2 separate regions of the Danio rerio genome follow, and region 2 is linked to region 1. A link is a contact called in public Micro-C data. All regions are on one chromosome and are shown on one strand. The core of a region is the stretch at or near the end of the contact, and the rest is flanking DNA. Distances in the headings are between cores, read along the strand shown. Region 1 holds the start of sox11a (SRY-box transcription factor 11a). Region 2 has its middle 150 kb from the start of sox11a.

Region 1 (3,139 bases), core at 252-2,751:
AATAATGACCATGTATAATTGAAGAGCCCATGTATTTCTATAAGGTTGTTTTGATAGTTTTTGATCTATGTTATATTTATTTTTATATTCAATTTATAATTTTTATAAATATTAAACATATTTATTTCACCTCACAGCAAGAAGGTCACTAGTTCGAGCCAGCCAGTTGGCATTTCTGAGTGGAGTTTGCATGTTCTCCCTGCGTTCGCGTGGGTTTCCTCCGGGTGCTCCGGTTTCCCCCACAAGTCCAAAGACATGTGGTATAGGTGAACTGGGTAAGCTAAAATTGTCCATGGTGTATGTTTGTAAATGAGTGTATGAGTGTTCCCGGTGATGGGTTGCAGCTGGAAGGGTATCCGCTGCATAAAATATATGCTGAATAAGTTAGCGGTTCATTCCGCTGTGGAGTCCCCAGATTAATAAAGGGACTAAGCCGGAAAGAAATTGAATGAATCAATGAAATTTAATACATTTCAAATAAGTAACATGAGTCCATGTATAATTATATATATATATATATATATATATATATATATATATATATATATATATATATATATATATATATATATATATTTAAGGGTGTTTTGACTATGTTTTATTTTGGAAAAATACATAATTGAAACAATATTTCACCCGACTTAAAAAAAAAAAGTCCATATAATGTGAGATTACATATATTAATCTAATCTATTTGTGGCCTTGATAAACTTTCTGGTTTGATGTGTAATAGTATATATTGGATTATTTATAAACAGGTGTTGATTTAATTATTATTATTTTTTTTTTACAGTCCATCACACTCTATAACACAGGATAACATAAAGTTGTGCTTTTGTCATGATAATGGCAACAGTATACCAAATAAGTAAACACCATACACCATATAAATATTGTGAGACACTATAATAACACTATAACAACAAGCCCTTGTAATTTACATTAACATTCTTAATTTTGTTCAGCTAAATAAAGAGACGAAATGCTACTTCTAATCTAGAATGATTGTATTTTTTTTTTATTAAAAAGCTTTTCTTCCTATAAACCATCCCAGAAGACAGAATATTTCCCCCAATTGAAGAATCACCCATATCTGAACACAGGAACAGTGTCCAAGCGCCACCTTCAGTTTTTTTTCCTTTATGAGAGAGAAAGAGAGAAAGTCGGGGTGGTGAGAGAGACAGTTTCAACGCACAAATGTTTTCATAACATACGACTCTCTCCTTTAGTCTAACGGATCCTGCAACATTCATAGCGCGCGGTTTGTTTGTTTAGTTTGTCTTGTTTATCTGTTGACGCTAGCACTGAAGTTCAGTTTGTCTGGCGGCGCGCGTGGCTCCAGACGGGAGCGCGTAAAGGGTTAAAGCGCGCTGCTTGGAGTCTATAGGGCGGAGTGGAGTGGATGTGATTGGAGCGCTACACATGATGTCATGTACATGAAAAAGCCAAGAAGTAGTTAAGAAGGCGGCTTGTAACTCTGGAAAGAGTGGGTGAACCTCTGAGTCGCAGAGAGCAGACGTACACACGGGTTGATATTTTGGACTGACAACGCACGGCAACGGCACCATGGTGCAGCAAACGGACAACAGCGAAACGGACAGCATGTCTAGAGAAGCCACTGACTCTGATGAAAGCGAATTCATGGTCTCGATAAACCCAGACTGGTGCAAGACAGCCACCGGACACATAAAGCGACCGATGAACGCGTTCATGGTGTGGTCTAAAATCGAGCGGAGAAAGATCATGGAACAGTCTCCAGACATGCACAACGCCGAGATCTCCAAACGCTTGGGGAAGCGCTGGAAAATGCTGAAAGACAGCGAAAAGATACCTTTCATCAGGGAAGCCGAGAGACTCCGGTTGAAACACATGGCTGACTACCCCGACTACAAATACAGACCGAAGAAGAAACCAAAGCTGGACAGTTCATCCAAACCTTCAGCCCCGTCTCCGGAAAAGTGCAGCAAGACTTCCAAGAGCTCCAAGAAATGTCCCAAACTGAAAGCGAACAAGACGGGGAGCAAGTCGTCGTCTCACGGCTACGGAGACGAGTACGCGTTCAAGAGCACGAAAGTTTCAAAGACTGTTCACATTAAAAGTGAATTCACGGACGAAGACGACGATGACGACTCCGAGGAGGACTCTCGGGTCAGGGTGAAAGAGGAGGAAGAGGATCCGATACGAGCCTACAATGTAGCAAAAGTTCCCGCCAGCCCAACTTTGAGCTCGTCCACCGAGTCTGAAGGCGCCAGCATGTACGAGGAGGTCCGGAACAACAGACTCTATTACAACTTCAAAAACATCACCAAGCAGAGCACAATGTATCCCGCATCCGTCTCACCAGCATCCTCTAGGTCCGTTTCCACGTCTTCCAGCTCGAGCGAAGACGCGGACGACTTGCTTTTTGACTTCAGTTTGAACTTCGCCTCCTCCGCGCAAAGCTCGGAGCTGGGCAGCCAAAATCCAGGGAATCTCTCCCTCTCTCTGGTGGATAAGGAGTTGGAGTCTTTTAGCGAGGGCAGCCTGGGCTCCCACTTTGAATTTCCAGACTATTGCACGCCTGAGCTCAGCGAAATGATAGCTGGGGACTGGCTCGAAGCGAACTTTTCGGACTTGGTTTTTACATACTAAATAAGACTATTCCCAAGTAATAACACACACGGGAGAGAGGTATAATGCTCTGTTCTGTACGTATTTCTTTCCCCTGCCTTCCACTGCTGGTCCACCTATAGGGGTTTTGGGACGAAGGCGCGTATGGCAAGCTGTTTAAACGTTTATTTCTAGAAACTACTTTGTGTCTATCAGTACATTTTTTAAACTGCAAGTAATTCAGATGTGAATAGTATGTTTTTTTGCTTTTTAAAGGAAAAAAAATGTGATTACCAAAAAAATGTGACTGTGTTATTACAATGGACAGTTAACCAGGAATAATAACTAATTAAAATAGTACTGGTTGCTCAGTAAACACAGCAGCATTTGGAGACACGTCAAAAGATATAGCAAAGGTATATGAAATAAATAAACTATTTAAAGAACAATCGGTAGTGAAAATAATAAGATAAAATGTATAGTTTGTATTGGATTGCTTTCATGTAATTAAGTAATAATAACGAAACAGATACTTTTTAGTTTGAAGGTA
Region 2 (3,139 bases), core at 362-2,861, 150 kb before region 1:
TTTAGAATTACTTTGTTAACAAGAAAAAGGCTCACAGATACGAGAATTACTTTGTAAGAAGGTAGTGGCTTTATGATTATACATAACATTCTGATGATATTACAATATAATAACAGATGTAGTGTGGAACGTGCAATTATGACTTAGCACTGGACTATATTTTTTTAAACCTAATTTGTAGGAAGCTCATTTTTTTTACTTTTAGTTTTTTTCTTGATGCATGTTTAATGACTTAGCCCATTTCTTTTCATCTGAAGATTGACATCTGCCTGTTTAGAATTGCCGGTTTAATTGCAGTCAGCGCAGGGTACCACTAATGTCGACTTTCTCTTTTCTCATTTGCCTCAAGAGTCTATTTTCTCTCTGTAGTTGGAAGTAATGAAATAATACAGTGACGTTTGAATTGGTGTGACCACTCAGACGGCTCTTCGGTTCCCTAAATACAATTATGCAGTAAGTATGATGCTTGGTGATAGACAAAACAGCAGGAGCTCATGAATATGCATGAAATGTCTTGGAATATAAATTAACAGGGCCTGGCCTCTCAGCTGACCCACTTAGGCTGTCAATTACCATTCTGACAGGATGTCTGTAATAGGAAAAAAACACAATTATTCTTAGCATTCACCATTTACAAATTTACCTGCACATATGGGATCATTTAAATATCCTCAAACTGGCATAAGGAATGACTTTGGTGAGTGAACTCTACATTTGAATGAGATACAAATACAACTGAGGTGAGAAAACTTTAAAAAGTAGGTTTCCTGACAAGAATATTATAAATTGACAAGGGAGTGGGTAAGTAACAGAGTTCCCCTAAAGTTGTCACTGCTAATGCAAAGGCTGATTTTAGAATAGCATACTGTGAGCACTCAAGTTTAACTTTTACTGGGATTGAAACCGGCATCTGTAGCATGGGAGGTGGACTGGCAGAAGAGACCTGTAAATACTGCAGCCTCCAGCATCAGTTGCCTCTTGAGGTCAGAGAAGGGAGGTTTACTTGTCCAGCTCTTACCAGCTGCCCTCTGTTACACTCACCTGCCTAATCCTTACTCACATCCGATTCATGTCAAAAATCTAACTTCGATTCTACATGTTCGACCTCGAGTGACGTCTATGGGATGGAAGTAAGGCTGTTAAAAACTACAGTCTTGCAGCAGTGCATGTCTAATCCACATCTTGAGGCCAATGGAGTGAAGTTTACTCACATAACTCTCACTAACTGGCTTGCGTTATGCAACTACTTGTTTAGAAAGTGGCTTATAATTTATTCACATTACTCAAGTAAAATGTGTTGCAAAGGGAAATTCAGGATGAATTAAAATGAATAATGTACAATTAAACCTTGGATACATAATATCAGCAAACCAGTGCAATGTTTAAGAAAACAAATCCTGGACTATTAAACTAAAAGAACATTCTAGAAAAGTCAACAACAATGCAGCGTAGATTGAACTTGGTGACTGTCTCTTTACAATGCAAATGATTACAGTGCTGTGTGGGTAAAGGAGAGCAGACTATTCAGATGTCTGCTACATTATCAGCACTCATTGTTGGTATTCTGTGTGGTTATGTGTTTAGGTGGGTGGAGAAGAAACACAACACAAGCCTCTATGTCTCTGTTTGTCATGCTTCAAATATGTGCGCACATGCATGTGCTTATATTTTGGTGAGTCAGTGCTGCTTGGTTGATGGACTACGTTTTTTCTTCTTTCTTTTCCGTGTGACACGGCCTGGCAGAGAACCAAATGAACTTTGACACTGTGGTTTTCTTCAAATGCAAAGCAGTTAGTCTTCAAAAGGAGAAAGCGAAAAGCAGTCTTGGCTTATATCCAAGGGTTGGGCACCATGCGTGCCAGTTTAAGCTTCTTGGATTAGGTGACCTAGGTGTATAAATGGGTTTTTGTGCCCTAGGCTATAAAAATGTAGACCAGGTAAGAACCAGTGATGAATAATACAGGTGCCTGTTAAATTTTCCGAAATAGTGTTTTGCCAGGTGCAGAGAAGCTGATGGAGTTTCAAATGAAAGTTTAGGAAGACTGTGTCACATAATCCTGCCAATCACAACAGAACAAGACTAAAATAACAGCTGTTTAACTTACCTCACTCTGACAATTCTCCGCTAATTTGCATTGGGTAAGAAGAAGCACCTGCGTTTATTAATATCTATAACTGGTGATGAAAATATGTACACCATCCGAACCTAAACAGGTCTACACTTGATATCCCAGAAGGAGCTTTTCACATGTATATAACTTCACAATCTGGCAGCAAACACAAGTGAGGAAAATCAATAACCATCTGAGACTCTTGAGGACCTGCTCAATGCCCAGTCCCACAAACCTATCAAATCATTGCAATCTTGTTCTCTGCCTAGTGACAACCATCCCTCCCACCTTACCCCCCATCCCGTCCCCTCCTTCGGCCTTGCCGGGACTCTGTTAGCATTGTTAATGGGCATTGTTGCTGAATGAGGACCTCTGCTCCTCTCTCTACATCACAGCTCACAGCCCTGGCAGATGGATGGGCCTGACCTCGCTATCAGCTGGTCCCAGACACAAAGTCCGAGAGTGGCGTAACAAAGTAGGAGGAATGATGCCTCTGTCGGGAGACCGAGAGAAAGCCAGGCTCCCATAATGAAGTCAGGGTCCATTGTGGAAAGTTGGGGATAGGAGCATGGAGACTGCGGGGAGTGAAGGGGTCCATGCAACACAGTGCTTCCAGCTATGAGAAGAGGGAGGAGGGGATGCAGACCCACTTATACCCCCTGCCCTGTGATGAATGGCAGTAGTCGCTGAAAGTGAAATGCACTGGTGTGCCTTGGCAAAGACTGAAGGAGAAGGAGTCTGCCTGGAAACTGGGAGACAAACTCAGCAACTGCCCTTGAGTGTGCCAGAGTCAAATCTACAGCATGCTATTTTACAGTCACACAATCAGATGGAAAGCTGGATCTCGGTTAGATAAGAATAGTCAACTCATTGTGTAAGTTTATCAACCAAGGGAGAACAACTGAACAACTTTAAGCTTTTAAAAGCAACTGAAGCTACAAAAACTATAAGGCCTTTTGGCAAACAGTAAGACATTTCACTCTAGGTTATTAAATTCCTCTAGCAGTCAAGGTGGACACATGCATGGA

The links. A called contact is a pair of places that touch in the nucleus more often than the background predicts.
Region 2: a Micro-C map of caudal fin shows a contact between it and region 1, with 3 times the contacts expected there. The contact joins the enhancer-like site here to the promoter of sox11a in region 1. A contact is called at or near these places in 1 of 18 Hi-C or Micro-C datasets (caudal fin) and 2 of 4 datasets of contacts at active chromatin or transcription factors (embryo and gastrula embryo).

What each region holds. Positions count from the first base shown.
Region 1 is chr17:37,609,746-37,612,884 of GRCz12tu, reverse strand. sox11a (SRY-box transcription factor 11a) reads left to right here and starts at 1,501. Exons shown (of 1, transcript NM_131336.1): 1 at 1,501-3,139. The coding sequence starts at 1,567. The coding sequence ends at 2,631.
Region 2 is chr17:37,760,638-37,763,776 of GRCz12tu, reverse strand. No RefSeq gene overlaps it. Among named protein-coding and RNA genes, the nearest start is that of sox11a, 150 kb to the right of the region's middle. Within about 2 kb of position 1,611, at least 16 of the 62 cell types and tissues checked have an H3K27ac peak or open chromatin away from gene starts, as enhancers often do. A contact at or near this core is called in caudal fin, where this site is marked.